2 separate regions of the Zea mays genome follow, and region 1 is linked to region 2. A link is a contact called in public Hi-C data. All regions are on one chromosome and are shown on one strand. Each heading gives the region's core, a stretch centred on a gene start, on an enhancer-like site or on the middle of the called end of the contact. The rest is flanking DNA. Distances are from core to core; before and after follow the strand shown. Region 1 has its middle 220 kb from the start of LOC100283852. Region 2 holds the start of LOC103629160 (peroxidase 43).

The links. Hi-C and Micro-C count contacts between places; a contact is called where the count stands out from the background.
Region 1: a contact with region 2 is called in a Hi-C map of tassel, with 3 times the contacts expected there. The contact joins the enhancer-like site here to the promoter of LOC103629160 in region 2. A contact is called at or near these places in 4 of 25 Hi-C or Micro-C datasets (ear, leaf and tassel).

Annotation. Positions count from the first base shown.
Region 1 is chr6:31,639,581-31,644,852 of Zm-B73-REFERENCE-NAM-5.0, forward strand. No RefSeq gene overlaps it. Among protein-coding and RNA genes, the nearest start is that of LOC100283852, 220 kb to the left of the region's middle. Within about 2 kb of position 3,406, at least 13 of the 20 cell types and tissues checked have an H3K27ac peak or open chromatin away from gene starts, as enhancers often do. A contact at or near this core is called in ear, leaf and tassel, where this site is marked.
Region 2 is chr6:31,194,373-31,199,795 of Zm-B73-REFERENCE-NAM-5.0, forward strand. LOC103629160 (peroxidase 43) reads left to right here and starts at 3,475. Exons shown (of 4, transcript XM_008650336.4): 1 at 3,475-3,944; 2 at 4,048-4,233; 3 at 4,324-4,486; 4 at 4,558-5,186. The coding sequence starts at 3,693. The coding sequence ends at 4,982.

The sequences.
Region 1 (5,272 bases), core at 2,156-4,655, 450 kb after region 2:
TGAGGTGGACTAGCTTTTATGTGGGGTTAAGGTCAAAGCAGTGGCTTTTAGTTGGTCAGATATTTATTATTAATGGAAGCCAAGTTTTATCATATAACCAACCCGTGAATCATTTCCTCATCGAGGTAAAACATTATCATCATCGAGCCAAAACCATAAATAAAACCATTGCATCTCGAACCATTTGTATTTCTAATCAAAGAGGATCCCAAGGCCGCTCATAACCGTGAGCACGACTGATATATCAGTTTCTAATCCCTCTGCAGAGGTCGCACACTTTACCCACGAGTCATGATTCCCTTTCTGCCCGGGGAGAGATAATCCCCATTAACCACTACCTAGGTGGCCTGTCGGGGTATCACTACGTAGCCTTTAAAAAGACTCCCCTGGTGCATAGTTGCTCGTTAGGTTTTGCCAGTCGTACAAATGCAGTACACCTCACCAAGGTGGGTGACTAACAAAACCAAATCGAATGAACCTCTGCACCCCCCCTTGGCAGAGCGAGCACTATGCCCCGACCCCATTGACGGCCCTCAGGAAAAGCCAACTACACCCCCATGTTCATCTAATTAATCAGCTAAGGGTGTCCCATTCCACCATCATGGTTGCACTGTTATCCCGGGTAGTCACTCCACGAACAGGTCCTTACGGAGAGGTACTCAGGAAAATGGCCTGAGCCCCCTAGAGTATCACAATATCATCATCGGGATAACGTTATCGTATCATAAATAATCACATCATGTTCATTGATTAAGTTAAAGCAATAGCATAAGGCTAACCATGATAACCCAAAAGGTAAACAAGGATAAGGTAAATACAGACTAGTCAATCCTTAGGTTTGAATAATGTAATGCGGGACAGTGAATTATAAAATATGTATGGGTCAGAGGACACTTGCCTTCACCAAACAGATGCTCGGGGTCTTCAATCTCCTAGAACTCGAAGAGTTTTTATCTCTTGGTCGCCGAAGCTTGATCTTCGATCCCTCGAAGCTCGGAAACGGATCACAATCTATTCGCGACGCACAACGAATACAAACACGCACAAACAAACACACACACACACACACACACATATATATATATATATATATATATATATATATATATATATATATATATATATATATATATATATATATATATATGCATAAGAACATTACACCATTCAAATAAAAACATAATAAAATATGCAAAACGAAATAGAGAGCGTTACTACGGTCACGCGAGGCGGTCGAGAAGTTATCGTGTCTACACTAAACGAGTATTAATCATAACATTTAGTTTGACCTGATTATATTAATCAATATTTATTTAAAATGAAACTAGAGCTACCGCACTGTTTTAATTAGCTGACCACACTAACAATTCTTAGTTAAATAAGTAATTTAAATAACATCAGCGACTCTAAGTGGGACGAATTAGCGGAGCGAGATGAAATACGTAACGCTCGAAACAGCACGACCGCACGTTACCTAGCGCGCGCATCACGCGCGACACGCGTATACAACGTGACAACGGCGAACCCAACACGACAGCGTGCAAACGACGCGCGGACACGCGCGACATATCACACTGACGACACACGAAACAGCGCGAACGAGCACGCCACGTGCAGAACAGCACGCGCGACAGGTGAGAAAACTAAATAGGTGACACGTTTATACTAAACAAATGTTAAATAAATAGAAAGTAGTTAAGATAATATTTGTCATGTTAATATTTATTATAAAAGCCCAAGTGGAACACTACACATTTAATCTAGTTAGAACAATAATCTAATAAATATTAATCGAGCGAATCTTATGTTAATTATCTAAAATATATAACCTCACGAGTTAACCTTATTAATATGAGTGTTTATAAGCGAAAAACAATTTATTATCACGCGCAGACGTCGCGCGACACACGCGAACAACGTGCAACGACATGTGCGACCGGCACACGCGACACTCGCGAATGACACACGACGACATATGCGAAACAACATTACGGCACGCGAGACAATACGCAAGACAGCGTGCGACATGCGAGCAAATGACGCACAAACGATGTCGTGCGTGAACAACAACGAACAAATAATTAATTAAAAGTATTTAAGCTGGTATTAATCAAGTTAATTAACATTAGTATTTATAAAAACCCGAGTTAAAAACTACAACCTAGTTTTAATTAGAAGATCGTTTTTGAATAACTATAGAATACCGAAAATGTGGATAATTAATTAATCAATTAAACTTGCGACATGACTAGATAACATTACTACTACAAAATCGACGTTGCTACAGAGTTGACGCGACTGAAGAGAATAAAAACGGGTTTATGACACAATATATATTGAATAGCTAACAATTCGTGGCTAATAAACAATTTCTTAAAGCGCCCGAATCGCGACTCGCGAGAACGACGACACATAAACATCACACACGATCGTCGTACGGATAGAACATGCGAGAATCACTAACTAAATGTTGTTTTTATACTAAACACTAAATAGATATTAAATACAACATCTAAGTTGTTAAAATCACATTACCACGTATTTATAATCGCATAATTAAAATCATAAATTTGATCCAATTGAGTATTCAATTTAATGACCGACAACTAAGTAGGAAATTAATTAGCGCAGGGAATAGACGCAGAATTCTCACCTTGCGACGATGGCGGACGGCGAGGCAAGTCGACGACGTGTTGCGCGTACGACGTACAGCACGAGCGACGGTGAGGCTGCAGCTACGCCACGCAGACTGCGTCAGGGTTGCCGCGGGCACGTCGCGCAGGCTACGTCGGGCCACGTCGGGGCTGATGCGGGTAAGCCACAAGCTACCATGCCGGCTGCTGTGCAGGCTGCCACGGGCAAGCCGCGAGAACGCCGCCGCGCAAGGCTGCGAACAGCCGCACCGGGAGCACAGGGCTGCACCGTGGGTGGCCAGGCTGCATCGACTGGACATGGCCGCTCGGCTGCAGGGAACGGAAGGGGAGGGAGGAAAAAAAGGTAGACGGCGAGGTGCAGGCGCAGGTCGACGGCCGCGATGGCGAGCAGTGGAGGATGAGCGCCAGGCGCTGGGGCATGGGATGAAGAAGGGAAAAGGGTACCTGCTCACGGTGACCGTCGACGGCGGCCGAGCACGACGTGGGCGGAACTCCGGGCGCAGGCTCCTAGTGCAGACGGCTGGGTGGCGAGTCGAGCTCGGTGCTGGCGGAGCTCCGGGTGCGGGCTCCTCTTCGTCTGCTGCTGTGTATGGGAAAAAACGAGGGAAGGCAAGCGTTGAACTGCATAGAGAAGAAGTGGGGCGTGGGCTGGGCAGTTGGAGTGGCATGGGCGCGCGTCGTGGGGCTGAGCGGGAGCGAGTGGCGTGGTAGGTAGGAGCGGCTCGGCGGTTCGTCCATGAGGCTCGCGGGCACTGCATGCACGATGTGCTGGGATGCATGTACGTGGGCTCCACATGCAATTTCTCCTCACGCACACACACCATGGGAGTCGGCATGCAAGCGGGGTCCATGCGGTTCCTTCCTGCTTCCACGCACAAAACGGTTCATGCTTCCTCCGTCTCTTCTCCAATGGAAAAAAACTAGCAGCAAGCACAAGGCCGCGGAGGACTGCATAGCCAACCTTGGCCGAAGGCAGTGCGCACGCAACTTGATGGCTGGCCGCCGCCATGGCCACGGCTAGCGGCTGCAGTCGGCCAGCTGCCGTGCGCAGAGGCCTGACCCTGCCTTGCCGCGTCCGCCGGAGCGGTTGGTGGCTGCGCAAGGGTGAGAGAGTAGCGAGGCTGAGGGGACGTGGGGTTCAAATGATACATCAACGTGGGACGGTTGCTGAACCAGTCAGGGAATGGGGAGTGGGTCTGCTTTCTTCTTTTCCTTTTCTATTTACTCATTTTATTTAGATATATATATATATATATATATATATATATATATATTTATATACATATGAATGTATTTGTTTATTTTAGATCGTGTCCAACTAGCATAAATGTGGTAGCAGACAAAAATTGTGCTTCGGCATGAAATGCAACAACCAAAATTTTCTCCAGGATTTTATTTTACTATGCTAAAAATTTATACATATATAAAATTACTCTTCACCATTCAGAATAAAGAAAAGAAAAGCAAGAAAAAGAGAGGGTAACACCTGAATTTGGTGAATATTAGAAAATAAATTTTATACCCCCAAATTCAGGGTGTTATAAATCTAACCCCCTTAACAGAATCTCGTCCTCGAGATTCAAGAAGAGGCTAGCAAGAAAATGAGATTGGTTAATTATTCTTTCATAGCTTCTTCTAACTCAGCTTTAACTCTGCCAGCTTAATTATGGATTGGTTGCTTTGACCTTCAGGTGCTTGAGACCAATCGATACAATTCTTGAGGATCTCATGGACCTGTGGGTTAGGACCCACACACGCTTCCGCTGCGCCACTCTGATCTTGTTGGTTGATATTGATCGCATTGTCTTCATTGGGGTTAGTAGCTAACCCCCTTAACAGGAGCGTTGATACACATTTGGTGAAGATGCTGCCAACTCTGATCTTGACTAATTAAGAGAAGGTCTCCTCATAACAGCGGGCGCAGCAAGAACATCGGCGACAATGTCCTCAGGCACCACAACACCAGGCCTCCTCATCAGGATTCGCCCGGCAAGAACAACCTTGTCCATGGCCTTGTCGCACACCGCTTTCATAAAATCCACCCAAAGCTTAGGGCTACACCCAAAGCTCGGTGCACCCAACAACAGTACAAAAAGTTAGGCCATGCAACGAACCCACAGGCATGACCAGAAACCTTTGAGTCGATTACTTCTAAAATCCACTCAAAGCTCGGGGGCTACACCCATTGGGTGCACCTTCGGTGCACCCAACAGATTCACAATATCTTCAGGCCGAAATGCTGATTTCAAAAGCATAAAGATGAAGACCTTTGAATGGATTACTTCTAAAATTCACTCAAAGCTCGGGGGCTAAACCCTTTGGGTGCACCTTCGGTGCACCCAACAGATTCACAATATCTTGAGGCCGAAATGCTGATTTCAAAAGCATAAAGATGAAGACCTTTGAATGGATTACTTCTAAAATCCACTCAAAACTCGGGGGCTACACCCATTGGGTGCACCTTCGGTGCACCCAACAGATTCACAATACCTTGAGGCCAAAATGCTGAGTTCAAGAGCATAAAGATGAAGACCTTTGAATGGATTACTTCTAAAATCCACTCAAAGCTCGGGAGCTACACCCAAGGGGTGCACCTTTGGTGCACCCAACAGCCGTAC
Region 2 (5,423 bases), core at 2,225-4,724:
ACCAAAACAATCAGGCTTGATTGGTTGCTGCAGCAGCTCCAAGGCATTCTAGACTGGAGGTCTCAAGTTCGATTTCTCTTAAGTGCATATTTTTTTGTGCAATTACTAGGGGCAACAACGTCCAAATCCCAGACCCGCGCGCACTATGACTTCTTTTTGTGCACGCTCGATCACGATGACTTCTTTTACTGCACCGGAGGGAGTATAAGTCTACGACGAGGTTTATAAGGATTCGGTTATCAACATCAGTGTTATTTGTACATACGGTTTCTTAATAAATCTGTCTATAAAAATCATATTTCTAATGTCAGTTCTTAAGAAAATCTGTTAGCGGATTTTTTTAAAAAAAACCGATGTATATTTTTATATATGGTTTTCTTAAAAAACCGACACTAGAAATCATTTTTAACTTGATTTTTTGAGAATTCCAAATGGCCTCGTATAAAAAAATAGCAAAAAAGTTGTTGATCTCTAAAAGTTATGAAACTTTGTAGTTGACATTTTTTTATTTGAGATCATTTCGGTTCTCAAGAATTAAATTTGAATATGTCAAATTTAAAATACAAATCTGTTAAACAACCTCGAATGGAAAAGGTATCGAAATAAAAGTTGCAGAACTTCAAAAGTTATTCAACTTTGCAGTATACAACTTCTTTTTAGAATTCATTTAAGGCCTCAAATAATAAATTTACATTCCGCTGGTTATAATACGTGAGCAACAAAATCGCTTTCTAGGCACATGGCATGACATGGGTGCGATGGTAGAAGAGGATTCATACAAGGGTGAGTCAGCAGGTCAAATCCCATGGACATCGTAGAGTGGATGGGGCCTCCCCTAGTTAAAATATTTTTTTGCTATTTAAAACTAAGTGGAAAGGATTTCTACTTGCGGTTTTTAAGACACCGTAAGTGAAAGTTTTCACTGGCGGTTCTCAATTAATAGATATGAAAAATATTATTTATACTAGCCTCTAGCGTTGGCAGTTATGAAAAAAGACAGTACAAATATATTTAGAACCGCCGGTATAGAGTTTCTCTGTACTAGTGTGGAACAAGCAAAAACAACACATATGTGGTAGCTTTTATTTGCACTAAGATAGGAAGCACAAGAGAGTAGGACTCGAACCATATTCTTTGCATATTCCTAAACCAATCGACCTAGCTGTGGGTTCGACCACCCGCGCTCGGTCCCCTGCACACACCCTTCCACCCACGCATGTACGCTCCCTCGAGTCAATTTCAGCCATTATATAAAGCTGATGTCAGCCATTCGTGTTTGTTCACTGTTTCATGGAATTGATGTCAGCCACCTCGATTTTGTTCAGCCATTCTTATTTTAGCAACCATTTCATGATAGTTCTCTCAGCCATTCTTGTGATGATAGTGGAAGTGAGATAAATATGTCAAGTGGAATCTAGTTTTGAAGTTTTCGTCGCGAAATTGATTTCAATTTCGACACACAGTTTGATAGATATCAAATTTTAAGTGAATAGTGAATCATGAATGCATTTATGGACCCACGAGAGAACTGGATGCAATTTACATGCGTGCTAAGGTGGTTGTGTGGTTTGGACGGGTGCACACAGGTGTCTGTCTAGTTCGGATATGACGGCTCAGGATCAGCCTAGATGATGAATAACGCTTCCGTATATGTCGTCACCTAGGTGATGGACCCATCGATACATCATCTAGACCGACCGACCTAGATGTTGGTCCAACCAACCGACCGAGCGCACCCGCCTTGGTCTCCTGCGCACACCCCTTCCATCTGTGTTGTGTGCTCAGTTGCGCTCAAGCCATCTTCACGATTTCAATCATTCTATAAAATTTATGTCAGCCATTCACGTTTTGTTCATCCATTCGATGGAATTGATGTCAGCCACCTCGGTTTTATTCAACCAATCGGGATTTTCAGTTCAACCATTTCTAGTTTTGTTCTCCATTCTCATTTTGTCACCCATTTCATGAAAATTCTCAACCATTACCGATCTATTGAGCCATTCTCGCGATAGTGAGAGTATAAATATGCCAACTAGGATAAGAACCCACTTCGTAGCATCGTACTATCTGTTATTAACCGATTCGAGGTAGGAATTACTTATAATATCGAGCTTGACATTATTGGTTTTATGTCAGTTAATACATAGAGTAATTCTCAATATAGAAGTAAAAATAAGATATAATAAAAAAGGATCGATTTTTTTTTACTAAAATAGGATCTAAATAGGAAAGAACACTTGTTCGATGATTATTAAAAACATCCTAAAAGCATCCGGTCCAAATATAGCATTGAGATTCTGAGAATGCCGTCCCAATCACCACTTCACCAGATGACATAATGGAGGTGCAAGCAGCAATGATGCCATTACTCATGAGCTCAGCCAAATCATGCGCGTCGATGGCTACCTGCGGATTTATTTAGGCATTCCAACTTTTTTGTAATAGCAAGATAGATAAAATTCTTTTTATATATTACATATAGACATCTCTTACTAATGGGTGCTACAGTTTAGAACTTTATTTTTAATACCTTTTAGCACCTTTTAGTATTCGTGTTTGTTCTCTAAGTGATAAAGTTTATTAAAAGTGTACCTAAACTTTACCGATGTGGATCAAAAAGGCCATTACAATAACTTAGTGGAGTTTTATCCAGGTTTCATTTGCATCTGGGACATTTTTGGGTAGAGCTGCCATCGATTTCAGCTACTGTAAGACTGTGTCCAGCATTTGATCCATAGTTTACTCAAAACATCGTTTTTGTAAGTTCTGTATTGTATATTGTACCGTTCGCATAATAGAGTTTGAATATAGGTATGAGAATGTGTAATCTGTTAGAAATAGTCTAATATAACTACACTGTTCACGTAACATTCACGGGAGCATTTCTCTCTCCTTCTCACACAGAGCCATTGGAGCTAAGCTAGTGGGAGCTCTAACGAAGTGGCCTTAACAAGCTGCCAATAGACATTTTTATGATGTGGCACCATTTTCAATATTGAGAGAACAATGAGGCTTACGGACATTGACGAATCTAATCAAAAATATTATTGGGGTCATTGGAATCAACTTCTATATATAATATAATATTTCTAACTTTAACAATATTTTATTAAAAGATTTGTAAATTTTATGGGGGTCGACACCGGTAAAACCCCATAGATCCCGCGCTGCTTACGGAGGAGGTTGAAATTCGTATTGAGTCAAGAAATTAAGTATTTGTAAAACTATAAAATAAAACCATATGTTGAGATCGTCGTTTATTTCATTTAAATTTTATAAGATTTTATTTGATATGATAACAAGGCTACCAAAAATTGCCAATGAGCTCACCTTGTCGTCAAGATCAGTCCAAACCGCGCCTCCGTCAAGTTGTCGAGCTTGTTCGCTTGGCTTTAATTTATACTAGTTTCTACAGTGTTTTGTCTTTATGAATTGCAGCTGCAACATTCTGAATAGGTAGCTTTAATCCAAAACGAACAATAACTCTCATCCCTTCAAGATTTTGGCAGCTTGTTTGGTACTATACTCATGCTGCGTGAGTCCAGCAATCCGTATGGATTGGAAGCCACATGTGGGATGCGAGTGTAGACATTTCTCAAGACAAGTTCCACGGCTAGCCATATATGCCGTCCATTAGAGCCGGGTCGGCCTAGGCCAGCAAGTTGCATTAGTTTAATTTGGAGCTACCAACAATGGCGGCCAGACGAGGCGGCATGGCGTCCGGAGCTGGAGCGGCGGCGGCGCACATCGCATCATCGATGGTGTTGTCTCTGTTGCTTGTTGGAGTTGGCGTCTCCCGTGCCCAGCTCCAGGTGGGCTTCTACTCCGACTACTGCCCGGACGCCGAGGACACGGTCACCGCCGCCGTCCAGGACGCCGCCGGCAACGACCCCACCATCCTCCCCGCGCTGCTCCGCCTCCAGTTCCACGACTGCTTCGTCAAGGTACGTACGTGTGTCTGTGTGTGAGCACCATCCGGCCGATTAATACTTACTAGCTTTTACGTGTCTGTGTGTGTTCGCCGGCGCGCCGGCAATATATATGCAGGGGTGCGACGCGTCGGTGCTCATCAGGAGCGCCAGCAACGACGCGGAGGTGGACAACGGCAAGAACCAGGGCCTGCGCGGCCAGAACGTGGTGGACGCCGCCAAGGCGCAGCTCGAGGACCAGTGCCCCGGCGTCGTCTCCTGCGCCGACATCATCGCGCTCGCCGCGCGCGACGCCGTCGCCATGGTAACATATAGTATTACCTAGCTAGGTAGATGCATGATGGTAGAGTACCTGCTGACGCGCTGGAAACTGGAATGCATGCCATGCCATCAGACGGGCGGGCCGTCGTTCGACGTGCCCACGGGGCGGCGCGACGGGCTGACCTCTAACATCCGCGACGCCGACGTGCTGCCGGACGCCGGTGACTCTATCAGCGTGCTCCGGTCACGCTTCGCCGCGAGCGGACTTGACGACCGCGACCTCGTCCTCCTCACAGGTAGGTACTTCACCTTCACTACGTGCATATGGACATGGACGCGCATGACAGTGCAACGAGACCGGCCGCAGCGGCGCACACGGTGGGCACGACGGCGTGCTTCTTCGTGAAGGACCGGCTCTACAGCTACCCGCTGCCGAGCGGCGGGAGGGGGCCGGACCCGTCGATCCCGGCGTCGTTCCTGGCGGAGCTCGAGGACCGGTGCCCACCGGGCAACTTCAACACGCGGCTGGCGCTGGACCGCGGCAGCGAGAGCGACTTCGACGACTCCATCCTCCGGAACATCCGCTCTGGCCTCGCCGTCATCGCCTCCGACGCCGCGCTGGCCAACAGCAACGCCACCCGCGCGCTCGTCGACGCGTACCTGGGCCCCTGGGCGGGCAGCTTCGAGCAGGACTTCGCGGCCGCCATGGTTAAGATGGGCACCATCGGCGCCATCACCGGGGACGACGCCGGCGAGGTCAGGGACGTCTGCTCCGCGTTCAACAGCAATTGATCTCGGTCGTACGCGTCATCGGTGCGCGGCGTTGGCGTCACATAAAAAGAGAAACGAGAATTTCTGTGTAAACTGAATTTGGTTTCTCGAGTGGATTAGTTAGATTCCAAAATTGTAATCGAAATTAAATCAAAAAATGCCCCCAAAAAAAGGGGGCACATGGAGGAATTGTGCGGTGCAATTGATTGGCAACTTTTTGTTGCAGCGATGCGATGCAAGTACTGCGTGCAGATGCATGTGACAATTTATTGTCGCGATTGTCCTTAAAAAGAAGATTATTAGTTCAATTCGGTGTCACACCCGGATTTAAGGGGACAAATCCAGGTGCGCCAAAGAAAAACAACACATATAATAATAGAGTGAATAGAGATAAATGTCATAAATATTATAAATGTACTTATTACATAGCGAAAGTCTTACAAAATAAATGATGAATATAAA